Linked DNA regions of Sus scrofa: all the other regions are linked to region 1. Evidence: chromatin contacts called from public Hi-C data. All regions are on one chromosome and are shown on one strand. The core of a region is the stretch at or near the end of the contact, and the rest is flanking DNA. Distances in the headings are between cores, read along the strand shown.

What was found. A called contact is a pair of places that touch in the nucleus more often than the background predicts.
Region 2: a Hi-C map of liver shows a contact between it and region 1, with 2.7 times the contacts expected there. The contact joins the promoter of CCDC84 here to the promoter of HINFP in region 1. A contact is called at or near these places in 2 of 5 promoter capture datasets (fetal liver and liver) and 2 of 47 Hi-C or Micro-C datasets (liver and retroperitoneal adipose tissue).
Region 3: a Hi-C map of embryonic fibroblasts shows a contact between it and region 1, with 4 times the contacts expected there. The contact joins the promoter of PDZD3 here to the promoter of HINFP in region 1. A contact is called at or near these places in 5 of 47 Hi-C or Micro-C datasets (blood, embryonic fibroblasts and skeletal muscle) and 1 of 2 datasets of contacts at active chromatin or transcription factors (alveolar macrophages).

The regions. Positions count from the first base shown.
Region 1 is chr9:46,334,020-46,338,770 of Sscrofa11.1, reverse strand. It overlaps HINFP (histone H4 transcription factor), which reads right to left and starts at 2,641. Exons shown (of 10, transcript XM_005667424.3): 1 at 2,376-2,641.
Region 2 is chr9:46,228,088-46,232,838 of Sscrofa11.1, reverse strand. CCDC84 (coiled-coil domain containing 84) reads right to left here and starts at 2,429. Exons shown (of 11, transcript NM_001244396.1): 1 at 2,272-2,429; 2 at 1,976-2,139; 3 at 1,454-1,552. The coding sequence starts at 2,391. It also overlaps the pseudogene LOC110255442.
Region 3 is chr9:46,399,078-46,403,828 of Sscrofa11.1, reverse strand. It overlaps PDZD3 (Na(+)/H(+) exchange regulatory cofactor NHE-RF4), which reads right to left and starts at 2,452. Exons shown (of 11, transcript XM_021062958.1): 1 at 2,340-2,452; 2 at 1,943-1,970; 3 at 1,726-1,799; 4 at 1,177-1,388; 5 at 710-899; 6 at 484-620; 7 at 16-220. The coding sequence starts at 2,355. It overlaps NLRX1 (NLR family member X1), which reads right to left. Exons shown (of 9, transcript NM_001204769.1): 8 at 4,219-4,470; 9 at 3,603-3,937. The coding sequence ends at 3,616.

The DNA.
Region 1 (4,751 bases), core at 1,392-3,891:
CTCAGATTACCCCTGCCTCTTGATTTGATGGCTGGCATAGCTAAAAGTAGAAAATCTCAACCCTATTTTTATGCTGCCCATGGCCACTCATGGTTATTTTGTATTCTTTCTCATTTACCCAACTAGACAACATTAGCTGCTTCCAAGCAGATACCATATCACACCCATGTCCCTATACTGTGTCCAGCACAGTGCTGAGCACAAATACTCTAAACACATATCTGTTGTTAGACTAGGTGGATAAGGCCCAGAAGGCAGGCTACCCAGAGATTTAGAATGACTTGAAACTTAGGCAAAGCTCCCAGAATCCCTTCCTCACTGACTCCCAGCCTTCTTTACTTTCTTTTCCTGTACCCTGCTTGTTTCTACCTGGGCAGCTGTAGGACAAAGTGACTAATCTGGTCACACTTAGCTTTCTGTAGGCAAGGAGTACACTGGAAAGGGCACTGGACCAGCCTTCTGAGGCAACCTGTACAATGGAAAGGGCACTGGACCAGCTGTCAAAAGACCTGAGTTCAAGTTTCCTGTCCTGATGAGTTTGCTCAGCCTAGAATAACATAACAGCTTTTTTTTGTGGTGGTGGTTGTTGTTGTTTTTGTCTTTGTAGGGCCACACCCACGGCACATGGAAGTCCCCAGGCTAGGGGTCAAATAGGAGCTGCACCTGCTGGCCTATGCCACAGCCAGAGCAATGAGGGATCTGAGCTGTGTCTGCAACCTACATCACAGCTCACAGCAACACTGGATCCTTAATCCACTGAGCAAGGCCAGGGATCAAATCCAAGTCCTCGCAGATATTAGTTGGGTTCATTAACTGCCGAGCCACCACAGGAACTCCTCTTTTTTCTTTTTTCTTTTTTTTTTGGCTGCACCCATGGCATGTGGAAGTTCCTGGGCCAGCGGTCAAACCTGAGCCACAGCACTAACCCAAGTCACGACAGTGACAACGCCAGATCCTTAACCCACTAGACGACCAGGGAACTCCTATAACAGCTATTTAGTATCTACTATATGCCAAGCACTATCCTAAGTGTTTTACACATAGAAGAACCCACTAATACAACAAATCTATTGAAGTCGGTACCATTATTGTCCCACTTCAGAGATGAGGAGACAGCCCAGATAGGTTAAGTAATTTACCTAAGATCACAAAGCTAAGAAGTGATGGAGACAGAATTCAAAGTCAGGGAGTTTGCTCCATTCTCTTCCCACACCTGCCTGTCTTACCTCTTCTCGTCTGATTCCCTATTCCTCAGAGACAGCATACCCATATACATAATACCCAAAGCATGTTTTATTGAGTAGCTATTTTGTCAGTGTCCTCCAATAAGCTGTGAGCTCTAGAAGGTGTGGTCTGTGCTCTGTTCGGTTCTAACTGCAGGGCCAACACATACCCTACTAGGAGTTCTTTTAATGTTAAAAGTAAATTTATAACTTATTGCTTTACTTTTGGACAAATCACCTAGCTTTTCTTAAATGTAGAATAAGGTACTAATATCACAGTAATGGGTGAGGGATTCAACAGATCTGATTAGAAAACTCCAACATTTATTAGCTCTGTGACCTTAGGCAAGTTACTTAAAGCAAGGTTTCCCACATGGCATAGGAATAATCATGTCTCAATGAATTGATGTGTGGATTAAACCAGATAATGAATATTAAAATAATAGCCTAACACACTGCTAGAACTCAACAAGTGTTGGCTCTTCATATTCTTGCTTCTGAGGGTGAGATGATTTAAGTATGAATTCTACAAAAAGGTCGACAAAAGGCAAGTGGAAGGATTCCTAACCTTTCCTTTCATCAGGAGTTATAGTTATAAGCAATCAGCCCATACTTAAAGAATATAAACGGTAAGGCAAGCACCGAATGAACGCTGAATGGTATTCAAGAAAGGAGTGACCCGGTTCAGAACCTTCTAAGGATTCACAAATTGGCCGAAGAGATAAGGCTCTGACGTGTTTAGACAACGACCAAAACAAAGCGCGCGAGGATCGAGAGCTAGACAGGAAGATGCCCCAGTGGCCAGGGAACGCTTGCCCTTAGCGATGGGGACAGGGCCCCTGGAGCAGTGGTAGAATTCGGAGAAAAGGAAGGAGACCACCCCAGCGGGTAAACCTCTCCCTGCCTGCTCCACAAGCTTCCCCCTAAGGCGTGGAGGCGACCGTGTTTCAGCAACAGCGAAGCCTCAGATGGCAAAGCATGGAGGTTCAAACCGGGGTTGGGGACCAGGGACGCTGCATGCGCCAAGCAGACTAGCGTGGCCAAGTTGCAAGAGGGAGACTCGCCGAAGCGCCCGGAGAGGAGCCTGGCCTTGGCAGCCGGCCAGAGCGCTGCCCAACGCTGTCCCCGCCAAACCCGGAGTCCCCAACTTACCGCCTGTCGGCTCCCGGGTCCCCAGCTCTCCTCCCACCTCGCACGATCTCCCGGTCTCCGGGAGGGCGCTAGAGCGACGGCCAAAGGCAGCCAATCACCATTCTCGGATCCCTCTAACAGCCAATTGCCTCTGCGACTGACGGAACCCGTGCGCGACCAAAACACGGAAGGGGCGGGAGTGAGGGGCGGCGGGCCGCGAGGAAAGGTAACGCTGCGGGCTTCGCCCGGCTCCAGGCGGGGCGCTGATGGGGATCCCAAAGGCCCGAATTCCCCCAACTGCGCAGGCTCGGCACACGGCACCCACTGGGCATGCGCAGGGTTCGGGTTGGGCGCCGCGTGGGGTCTCCCAGCTCAGTTGCTTAAAGCGCTAGCTAGCCGCGTGGGCGGTGAGACCAAGGACAAGGGGGAGGCAGAGTAGGAGGTGTGCAAAGCTCGATCCTCAGAACAGCCAGCACCGCTGAGCCCAAACTGGGGGTTCTTCGCCTTCTTGATCTTACTGTTTCTTAAATAGCAGTATTCCTTCCGCCATCCCCTTTTCCCCCCAAACCTCTGCGTGTCACGCGCGGCTCGGTGGAAACGGCGCCTTCAAGTCAGAAAACCGGCAGTCAGCCAGATTTCTCCTTCACACGTCACATCCAATCCATTGCCAGATCCTGTGAATTCTACCCCATAAAAACACAGGATCTCGAAATCACCCCTGGTTCTTAATCTTTGCCGCCCCCTCTCTAGTCCATTAACGTCCTTCAACCCAGGTGTCTATGCTAACCTAACTGGTTCCACTGCGAGCACTCTTGCTTCCCCCCAAATTATTCTCAAGGTGATCTTTACAAAGAGCAAATCTGATCAAACCACTGCCCTGTTTTAATCGCTCAAGGGCATTTTGCTGTCTGGAAAACCCATACTAAGGTTTTCTAGATCCTGTGGGACGCAAGGCTTCTCCAAGGAAATAAAACTCAAGCCTCCAGCAAATAGAATTGCCAGACCCTTATCAGCCCACCTGTGTCGCTGTAACTGTTACAATGTTCCTAAGGACCTCCCCACCCAGCAACTTGGCCTACTCCTGCCTGCCCCCTGCAAGGAAAGGTATGTGGCTCACTCCTCACCTCCTCTCCTGGGTTAACCTGGCCTACTCCTTCCTGCCCCCCACTAGAAAAGGTATGTAGCTCGCTCCTTAGGACGCCCCTATAGGCAACATATGCCTCCAGCCAACCAGCAAGTGTATCCAAAGACCTTATCCTTTCCCAACCAACCAGGAAATGTATCAGAAGACCCCTTTCTTCCCCTACCAATCAGCAGGCCAACAGGTGTATGGCAAGAGCACTCCTTGTACTCTTTTGTCTTTGGGCTATAAAACCATGTGCCCAGAGTCAGCTCTTCCTGGTTATCAGGATGTTGGCCCACTGTGTTAGCAGTGTCCCTTGCCTTAATAAACTTGTCTTTTCTACATCTCGGTTTTGTTTTTCGTTTATTTGTTTTTCTTTTCTAGAAACCACTTATGGAGGTTCCCAGGCTAGGGGTCTAATTGGAGCTATAGCCAATGGCCTATCTGCCACATCTTCGGCCTATACCACAGCTCATGGCAATAGCTCTCCTTAACCCACTGAGCAAGGCCAGGGATCGAACCCACAACCTCATGGTTCCTAGTCAGATTTGTTAACCACTGAGCCATGACGGGAACTCCCCACACATCTTGGTTTAAGTCCAGATTCTTTTTCCACCTGCATGCAGAGACCACAACAGATCCTTCAGTATCTGGGTCCTGCATACTTCTCTCCAACCGTGTGTATCCTGAGTGCTTCTTGCTTTCAGTCTCTGCTCTCCAACCCCAAATTGCTTTCAGTGTCTCCAGCACACCTAGTTGCCTTTCCTTTCCTGCCTTGTACTTGCTGTTTCCTCTGTCTGGAACAATCTTCCCCTCCCCTTCCCACTATGACTGATTCCTACTCATTCTTCTGGTCTCAAGGAAGATGCTTCTTTTTCCTGGAAGTCTTTCTGGACATCCCTTTCCTATATTTCCCCAATACAGCTCTGTCACTTCATACTTACCTGTCTACATATCTGCGTTCTGCACCTGACTCAGTTCAGTGAACCAGGGCAGGGATTTTGTGTGTTCTTTATCTTTTATAACCCCCTCGCTTAGCCTAGTGGCTAAAACTCAGTAAGGGTCTAAGACATATTTGTTTTTAAAATTATGTACCTTAGTAAAGTTCATTGGGATTAATATTTATTGTGTTATATTTTTCTAACCTAAACATAAGCCTATATAATTTATAGAATCAGAAAACACATTGAATGTTCAGTATAAATAAAATAGAGACAGAGTTTAGGGTGAAGGAGAAAAAAATAGCTTTGTTGCTTTGCCAGGCAAAGGAGGGT
Region 2 (4,751 bases), core at 1,180-3,679, 110 kb after region 1:
CCTTCCTCAGCATCACTGGTGGCAACATGCCACTTTAGGATGCTGGGAAGGTGGGGTGGCTTCATGGACATGATTGGGAACATGGAGCACATGACAGCTGGAGGCAACTGCCAGACCTTGTCATCCTCCACTATCATCTACTTCAACATGGCGATGGTGCCTCCAAGGTCTACCAGGCAACATCAGAGGCGCTGAGCCCCAGGTGGGATCCTGGAGATGGGGGACTGCACAGGACTCGGACAGTGGACTGGAGCAGATGTCCATGGGACGTCACTTCCGAGACCAGGCTCACATCCTCCAGTGCTCCCTGAAACCACCGCACAGGAGACCAGGAGAAGCAGCAGGATTACATCCTGGATGAGAGTGAGGCCACATTTAACAATGAATGGCAGAGGGAGACATCCCGATTCTGGCAGCAGTGCCCTCTGGAATTTCACTGGCACAAGGCTTCAAGGGATGTGGGATGAAGGGCTGAAGGGCCTCCCTGCCCAGCTATACAGGGCCCTGAGGACTCCCCCTCCCCATAATCCCACCACCATGCTGACTAGTGAGGGGCCGGGCCTGGCCCCTCAGCTTCTCTTGTACAGGGTGAGAAATCATCCCCTGAAATAACTTTCCTTGTTAACTCCCACTCCCAATTTAATATTAAGTTAACAGGCAAACTGGCTCCTACCTCTCTTTCCCCCTTGCGGGGGTGGGGTGGGGTGGGGGTTGTCTCAAGGAGAACTTCTCATTGCCCCTTTACCTAGTTTTTCCTTCTTTAAGCTCCTTACCATAATGACTCCACTTCTCCTGTGTAACTGCTAACTTGATTTTTCTGTTTGCTGCTTCCATCTCTGAATCTCATCTTCCCTGTCATGCACTGAAGGGGCTTTTGGGGTAAGCTCTGTGTTTAGGGGCCGCCTCCAACCCTCAGCAACCCTAGATCTTTGCCTATTTCCTTCTCAGATCCCCTACTGCCTAGCCAGGGCTGCGTGTGCAAGGAGAGGACGGGTTACCAACCGTTTCTCCTTTCCCAACCCCTGCACATTACAAAGATCTTCCCCACACCCTTTTCTGACTTTATTTTTTGATCTATGAGGTTGCAACAAACTAGGTGTTTTTAGAATAAAGGAGAATGGAAAAAAGGAAGAAAATAGCCTCTTCTGTTCCTAAAGGACCTTAGTAGTCTCTCTGTCACACATTAAGTAATTGCTTACTGCCAACTTTCATTACATGCTGTTCTCTATTGGCTCAATACACTAAATCCCATGCCCTAACTAGATTATAAACCTTTCAAGGACTCTGTCATAGTTTTTTTGTGTCCAAAATAGTGCCTAGAATGAGTGCTACGAAGAAAATGGATACTAATGAGGTCCACCATACTTCTAATGAATAGACGAAGCTCCAGTACCTAACACAGACCCAGAAAATCCACACTCTGCCACTTAATCATTCATAACCAGGGACTTACCGTGCATAATCCTGGGGGGAGATCAGAAACTTCTCTTTCATCTGGAACTCAGCCTTGTTCTCCCACCAGAATTTGTTGGTTGCTTTCTTGTGCTCTGGGCTGAGGTTGGAGAGGATAAGTAATCTCAATGAGAGATTAAAGAATATTACTCAGATATATAGGCATTAAATAAATAATGCAAATTGACGTCTGGGTTTCTGCCTCTGGGCAAGGCTGAGAGATGTATGCTGTTAGTAGTCTCTTCCAGCATCTCCAGTCTCCTCCCAATAAAAATGGAAGAATCTGAGAGGAAGTGATGGGCAGCAACCTTGTCTGAGGCAGCTGCTCAGCTGGCTTTCGAGCTAGACCTCCAACACCACTGGGACCATGGCAGCCATAAACTTGCTACCCTTGATGCCTATAAGAGGATTCAATTATCTACCCTGATCAAATCACAAAAGCGTTCTTCCTCTCACCCACCCCAAACCCTCCCTTCCACAAGTGTGCTCGATTTTGTTATGCGGCTCCTGACACGGCGCTCACCTGGCCAGATGCTCCAGGAGCCCCCCGTGCAGCACGGTCAGGTTTCCGTGGCTCAGGTGTTTCCGCACCTCACAACTGCAGCACAGGCACCAGCAGCTGCGCTCGTGCTCGGGCACGTAACGCTCCACCTGAGCGGCGCGGATCGCCTTGCGGGCAGCCTCTACCTGTGGCAGAAAGGGGGAGAGGCTAAGTGGAACCCCGGCGGGACTTTCAGATCCCAAGCCCTCCGGCCCTCCCTGCTCGCTCGCATCCCCGCCCCCGGGCTTCCATGGTCCCCTCCGGCCTCCTGTCCGCACCTGCGGCAAGAGCCGCTCCAAAGCCACCTTCAGCTGCCGCTGGTGCTTGCGGCTGTAGACGTGCCCGCGACCGCAGAAGAAAGTCTGGCGGCAAAGAGGGCAGCGCTGCGCCGGCGCCATCGGCGCGGGACTCGGGATCCGCGATGCGGAGCTGCTCCTTTGCCGTCCGGTGACCTCTGACCTCTAGGGGGCGGGGCGAACCCATCTGCCCCCAGTGGAGGGCAGGCGCCACTGCAAGCCCTTCTGCGGCTGCGCGGGTTTTCTCCTGGCTGCCTCACGGCGCGCAAACCCAGCCAGTCGTCTAGTCACCTAGTGCTGTGTGTTCGGATGAGGTGGTCGATTTCGCTTGTGCAGATGCGGGGAAAGAGCGCGCAGGTTGGGACACAGACAAGGACCAATACAGACAATGTAACAATCATAACTAGTGTTTAATAGGGTGCTCAGTGTGTGTCCAAAGCTTTTGTTAACTACCTCACGTAGGAGGACCCTTCGTGGCTCAGCGGGTAATGAACCTGACTAGGATCCATGAGGACGCGGGTTCCATCCCTGGCCTTGCTCAACGGGTTAAGGATCCGGTTGGCGTGAGGTGTGATGTAGGTGGCAGACACGGCTCGGATCCTGTAGGCTAACAGCTACAGCTCTGATTGGACCCCCTAGCCTGGGAACTTCCATATGCTAAAGCAAAAAAATTGCAAACCCCCCCAAAAAACTACCTCATGTAATCCTCAGAATAACCCAATGGGATGACTATCCTTACTGGCATTTTGCAAGCAGGAAACTGAGGCGTGAAGGAGGAAGTAATTCTATGGAAGGTTGCACAGGTGTAAAGTGGCAGAGGCAGTACCAGCTGGCTGTTGGGAACACAAACTGAAGGCCTAATCTGAGACCTAATCACACTCATACCACCATGGGGTGTTCTGAGCATTGCTCCTGTAAAGATGTAATGGCAAAGCCAAAAAGGTTGCAGAATCATTGCTAAGAGAAGACATTTTTAATCTGTAAACATGCTCGGAGTTTCCTTATAGCACAGCAAGTTAAGGACCCAGAGTTCTGGTCTCTACTGTGGTGCAGCTTCAATCCTTGACCTGGGAACTTCCGCCTGCCCAGGGTGCAGTAAAAGGAACCCAAAAAACAAAAAACGGTAAACCTGCTAATCTAGAGGAATTTTACTAATTCTTCATAAGCCACTTCTCCCAGAGTCAACTGCCTTCCTATCTCCTTTCAGACCTAAGGTAAATTGCTCCTTCACAGGGCTAAAATCCCCAGACTATCATCTCTACCCTAGAGCTCCCTCCAAAAAAAAGACTGGGTCCTAGCCCAGACCTTACTTGAAAGATGAGCAAATAAAGCTGGTATGGTGTCCCTAGCTTTCCTTAGATTTGTTAACGGTGGAGTTCTCTGGTGGCTCAGTGGATTAAGGATCTAGTGTTGTCACTGCTGTGGCTGGAGTCACTGCTGTGGTGCAGGTTCAATCTCTGGCCTAGGATCTTATGCCTTTTTTTTGGCTGCCAAAAAAAAAAAAAAGATTTGTTGCTGGTGCTGGTGCATTAACCTGGATGGGTTACAATGTCTGTGGGTGTATACAGTCAACTACATAATTCAGACCCAGAAAGTAGTCAGACTCCCCTTCAGGTCTTGACTTCCTGTTGAAGCTTCCCTTTACACTCAGGCCTCTACCATATGTGATCCATTTTCCGTTTTTGTTTGTTTGTTTGGTTGGTTGGTTGGTTTTTTTTGTTTTTTGTTTTTTTTTTAGGGCTGTACCAGTGGCATATGGAGGTTCCCAGGCTAGGGGTTGATTTGGAACTGCAGCTGCTGGCCTACACCACAGCCACAGCAACTTGGGAGCTAAGCCACATCTGTGACCTACACTGCAGGTCACAGCAACACTGGATCACCAACCCACTGAGCAAGGCCAGGGATCAAACCTGCGTCCTCATGGATACTCAGACTCTGGTCTTAAAGTCTCTAAAGTGACTTTCCTGATTAATTTAATGTCTCTAAACAGCCTTCAGGAAATATCTAAATTTTGCAGCATGATTTTTTAACACTAGGTTTCCTAACCTCCTTTTCAGTCTTGTCTCCCACTTGTTCCCCCTTCCCCCTCCCTCCTCCACACTCTCCTCCAGGCAATAGTCCTGCAGTCCTTTTGCTCCTGTGTACTTTAGCATCTCTAGCCTTTGGTTCCCTCTGCCTGATAAATTCTTTCTATTATATAGGGCTCTGAAAGATGAACTAGAATGAAATTTCCATACGGCTGGTGACTTTGTCTGGAATGTGGTAAGCTTTCAATCTATTTATAAGCTCTTAGATCAATTCATGATTGAATGAATGAAATGTCATCCCTTTTGTGAAGATGTCTAGAGTGGATACTGCAGAGTTTATTTTCAATTCCAAGGTCCTTTGCTCATCCTATTGCTTTTTGTTTAGCAGCCAGTGGAAAGCCCAGTAGTTAAGAATCTCCTGAAGTGCAGAGATGT
Region 3 (4,751 bases), core at 1,203-3,702, 65 kb before region 1:
AGGGCTCCCACTCACCTAGGCGACCGTCCAGGCCCTTCTCCTCCCGGAGCACGAACCCGAAGCCCTGGGGCCCCTTCTCTAGATGCAAGCATCGGGGTCTGTTGGGCAGTGCCCAGCCCTCTGCCAGGGGTGCAGCCAGGGGCATTCCCAGCTGGCGACACTGTTCCTCCACCTCTGGCCCTGCCACCAGCAGGGTCACCTGCTTGCCACTCTGCCAAAGCTGTGAGGACCCAGCAGGGCATCAGCACCAACCTGGGTGGGAAGGGCAGAGGCAGGCACCTCCTCACAGCTCCTCTTCCCAGGCCCAGGAATGAGGCACTAGGGGGGTGGGGGGAGGGACTGGCACTGAATGAAGGGAGGGATGGTGACAGAGGCATAAGATCTGGTCAGGAGAGTAGGCGTGTGGGAGAGGAGTCTGTGTCCTAAGGCGGGGCCCAGGCCCAGCGCGGAATGTGAAGAAGAATGGGAAACAGACAGCTGTACCTTCTTGCTGAGCTGGTTGTGTGTCAACTTCTCCACACTGACCCCATTCACTTCTAGCAGTCGGGCCCCAGGGGGCACCCCTGCCCGCTCAGCTGCTCCTCCAGTGCTCAGCACCAACCAGAAAGGACCCCAACGTCCTGAAGCACAGACAGAAAGTTTCTGCCCGCTGCCTGCCCAGAGCAGGGCCAGGATCCCCCTCCTGACCTCTCCCAAGCTCTAAGCTCACCTTGCGTGACACTGAAGCCAAAGCCACCCTCGTCTTTCACTATGTGGCACAGTCGAGGCCGGACCCCCGGGCCGAGAGTAGGACAGAGATGGGCACCATTCCCCCGCTGAGCTCGGGCCACATCATGCACATGCTTCGCCAAAACTGTCAGCAACACCCGAGGCCCGCTGGCCCGGATGCGGCGTATCACCTGAATGGTGGGCAGGGCAGCGGGCAGGGCGGTGGGCAGGGCGGTGGGCAGGGCGGCGGGCTGGGGCTGGCCCCTCTTGCCAGCTCCCGCTTCCTGGAAGCTACACTTCACTGTGGGAACCAGCTCTCTGGAGGCCTTCACCCAACAGGTCTGACCTGGGCACCCCCACATCCTGGGGAGTGGGGGAGTCCGAGGCTTGGCTCCTGACCCCCCATATACCCAGGGAGGTGACCACCTGGCTTCCATCTGCCTGAGGGGGGTCCCAACCCAACCTCACCACCAAATGGTCTTCATGTTCCACAACGTGGTTGTTCACCCCCAGGATCCGGTCTCCTTCCCGAAGACCCTGGTGCTGGGCAGAGGTGCCTGGCTCCACCCTGCACACCACATGCCCTGTCCTGCCCCGCTCCTGCTGCAGGTGGAAACCAAAACTCTTGCCCTCCTCTTTGCTCAGCAGACAGAAGCGAGGCCGGTCCAGACTCCAGGGATCTGGAAGGGGAGGCGGGCAGTGTAAGAGGGGGAGGAGAGGGGACATAGCCCAAGTACAAGTCACTTTGTGCCTGGCAGAGCCTGCCCCTGTGATTGGACACTGGGTGGGCTTCTGCTCAGTGAGGTATCGGGCAGTGGGGCTGAACACCCCCCAGCAGAGTGGCGGGGACAGAGGGAAACTCCTGGTCCCCTTCCACCTCCTCACAATTACTCCTCACCAGGCCTGTTATCAGTGGGAGACCGAGTGACTCCCAAGGAGATGGGACACTGTTTGGAGCCCTGATGACTTTGGGAGGGAAAAAATGCTTGCCCTGGGGTTGGGGTGGGGGGAGGTTACCAGAAGGATCGAGGTCTTCAGCCAGGGAGAGGACAGGATTATCAATGCCCAGCTTTGGGTTAAACTCAAACTTCCTGCAGGGAGGCAAGGGTAGGAGAAAGCTGGCATCTGGACTTGGGTCCCGGGCTCGCCCTGCCAGGCCAGTGACAGCTGAAGAGCTTCCCCACCTCCAATTCCCTCCTCGCCTTGATCCAGCCCCTCATAGCAGGGCACTTACAGGGCCAAGGACACTGTCTCCTGAAGATCTGCAGGGCAAAGAAGGGATGAGAGGAGGAGAGGCACATTCTGCCCCCCGAGACCTCTCTTCCATGGTCAACTCAAAGGACTTAGGTGAACCCCAAATTCAGGACTTGCCCCCTCTGTTCTGCTCCAAAAGGGTCCTCCCTTCCCCTTCTTTCCCCTCCCCAGCCCGGTCCTTGGGGCAGAAATCTGAGCATATCCGTACAGGGCGTGGACCAGGAAGACACATTTACCCAATCACCTCTCCTCCCCTAACCTCTGGTCTCTTTTCCTCAGGGCCCCAAGCCCTCAACCAAGGGTGTCCTTGTCCCAAAGCCTTCCAATCTGCCCTCTGCCTGAAAGTCCCCTCCAGAGGGTTTCTCCCAGCCTCCTACCTGCAGCTGCCTCCATGGTTGGATCAGCGAGCCAGTGCTCAGTGCAGGGACAAGGTCCATCGAAACCAGCTGATCCTCCCACCTACCCCCCCCCATGTCCCGCCTCCTCCAAGACGCTGCCTTGGAAGCAGTCGGGTAATGGTTAACGGGAGGAGAGTCTTGTCCTCTGGGGAAGTGTGGAAGTCCCTCCTGCCCCTGTTCCTGAGCCCCACCTTTCTCAGGAGGCTCTGCTGCTCTCCCCATTCCCCGTCTGTGCAGAGAAGGGTAGATTACTGGTCACTGCAATTCCAAGCCTGGGGACAGGAACCTTATGGCCCAGCATGACCCCAATATCCTGTTTATACCCCCCCAACCCCAACCTCACTGCCTCTGAACCTAGGGCCCAAGAAATATTTGCAACAGACAGTGGTCGGGGAGTTCCCTTCGTGGCTCAGCTGCTAACAAACCCGACGAGGATTCCTGAGGATGAAGGGTCCATCCCTGGCCTCACTCAGCGGGTTAGGGATCTGGCATTGCCTTGAACTGTGGTGTAAGTCGCAGATGCAGCTCGGATCCCATGTCGCTGTGGCTGTGGTGTAGGCCGGCAGCTGTAGCTCCAATTTGACCCCTAGCTTGGGAACTTCCATATGCCTCGGGTGTGGCCCGAAAAAAGAAAAAAAAAAAAAGTGGTCAATAGTTTAAATGGAATGATCAAGAATAGTACCCTTTCTTGAAAGCACCAGGCAAAGAGGCCACAGTAGATGGAAGACACAGCTCTTTAATTGCAACAAATCAGCGCCCAAGCTCCTAGGGGCCCCTGAGCTTAAGTACCATTGCGATAAAGGGGGTACGAGGATGAGGTAACAGCACCAGTGAGAGAGGAAAGTGGCTGCTGGCATCCTGAGTGTCCACAGAAAGCATAAAAACAGGACTCCGAGGCCCTCACCACATCTGGATGGCAACACCGACGGCAAGGCTGATGTAAGAAGTGTGCCCCCTGGTGGCACAATCCGAGGCTCCTTGAGAGGTGGCAGGGGCAAGGTTGGTGGTGGTGCTACACAGCAATATGGCCACCAAAATGCCACATCCTCCAGTCCTCCTAACATGTCCCTGGAAACTCCAGACTTGAGAACATTGGTTGGACATGCCCCAGGAGGGTAAGTGGCACAGCTGCGCCCCTTCTTTTGCCTCCAGCCCTGAGGGGCTCTTTCTAGAAGCGATAGTACAAGCCAGGAGGCCACAGACCGAAGGGGCTTGGGGCCAAGGGACACACAACCAGGTGCCTGCTGCCACTGTCTCAGGTTCCTGGGCCTCCCAGCTGCTCCAGGAGGGCCTTGACCTCGCTCTCCACTCGAAGCAGCTGGGCCTTACGCCAAGGATTAAGGGTGGCTCCCCGGTTATCTTCCAGATCCCGCAGCAGCAGCTCAAGGTGGCGCCGGACCCGGCCCCTATCCCAGCTGTTGAGATTCCGCTGGACTTCACCCAGGATCACCGACCAGTATTCGGACACTGCTGTCCCCTCCGTCAGTGACACCACGACCCGGGCACCGCCTTCCGTGGTACTGCCCATGTCCCGCAGGGCCTGCCGGCCCTCTGAGCTCAGCTCGTTGAAGTAGAGGCTAGAGGGGAGAGAGAAGAGCAGATGCCACAAGCAGGGCTCTGAGAAGGAGGGGCAGAGGGAGGGTGGGCAGAGGGAGGGGTCTCACATCTCATCCCCTGCCTGTGGAATGTGATGGGGTGTCTGCCATAGCCAGAGATGCCGGGTGGCGGTCAGTGGGAGGCAGAATTCAGTGAGGCCAGGGCCACTAGGACCCTAAGAGAAATGTGGTGGAGAATCAGGACAGGATAAGAGCCTATCACCAAGGGTGGGGCGGGGCAATGGGACCGGGGCCAGACTCACTGCAGCAGCTCCAGGGAAGGGTGCTCCCGGGCAGCCTTGGCTAAGGCCAGGGCCGCTGTGTCACCAGCACCATTGTAGGCCACGTTCAGCTCCTGTAGCTGCTGGTTACGGTCCAGCTGGGCAGCCAGCAGCTCTAGGCCCTCGTCCCCGAGGCCCGTGTGCAGCAGAGACAGGTGTTTTAGGGAGGTGTTTCCCGCCAGCCCCTCCATCAGCAGGGCCACACCTGCCGCAGTCAGTGGGTTGTTGGACAACCTAGAGCCACAAGCACCCCAAGATTATGAGGATCCATAGCAGATGCCCTGTGCTGGGCATCAGGACTTGGGCCAAAAGGGTGTACGGCCCAGGGCAGACACCAGCCTGGATGCAGAGAAAGACAGGCCCAGGAAAAGATGGAGAAAACAGGGGTGAGGCTCACTGCAGAGGAGGGAGAGTGGGGTGGAAGCTGGCTTCTCCCTCCCCTCCTCCCACCTTCCCTTCTCCTTTGTGACTCCCCTCTCCTCCTTAGCATTTCCCTCCTTCCTCCTTTCTGCACC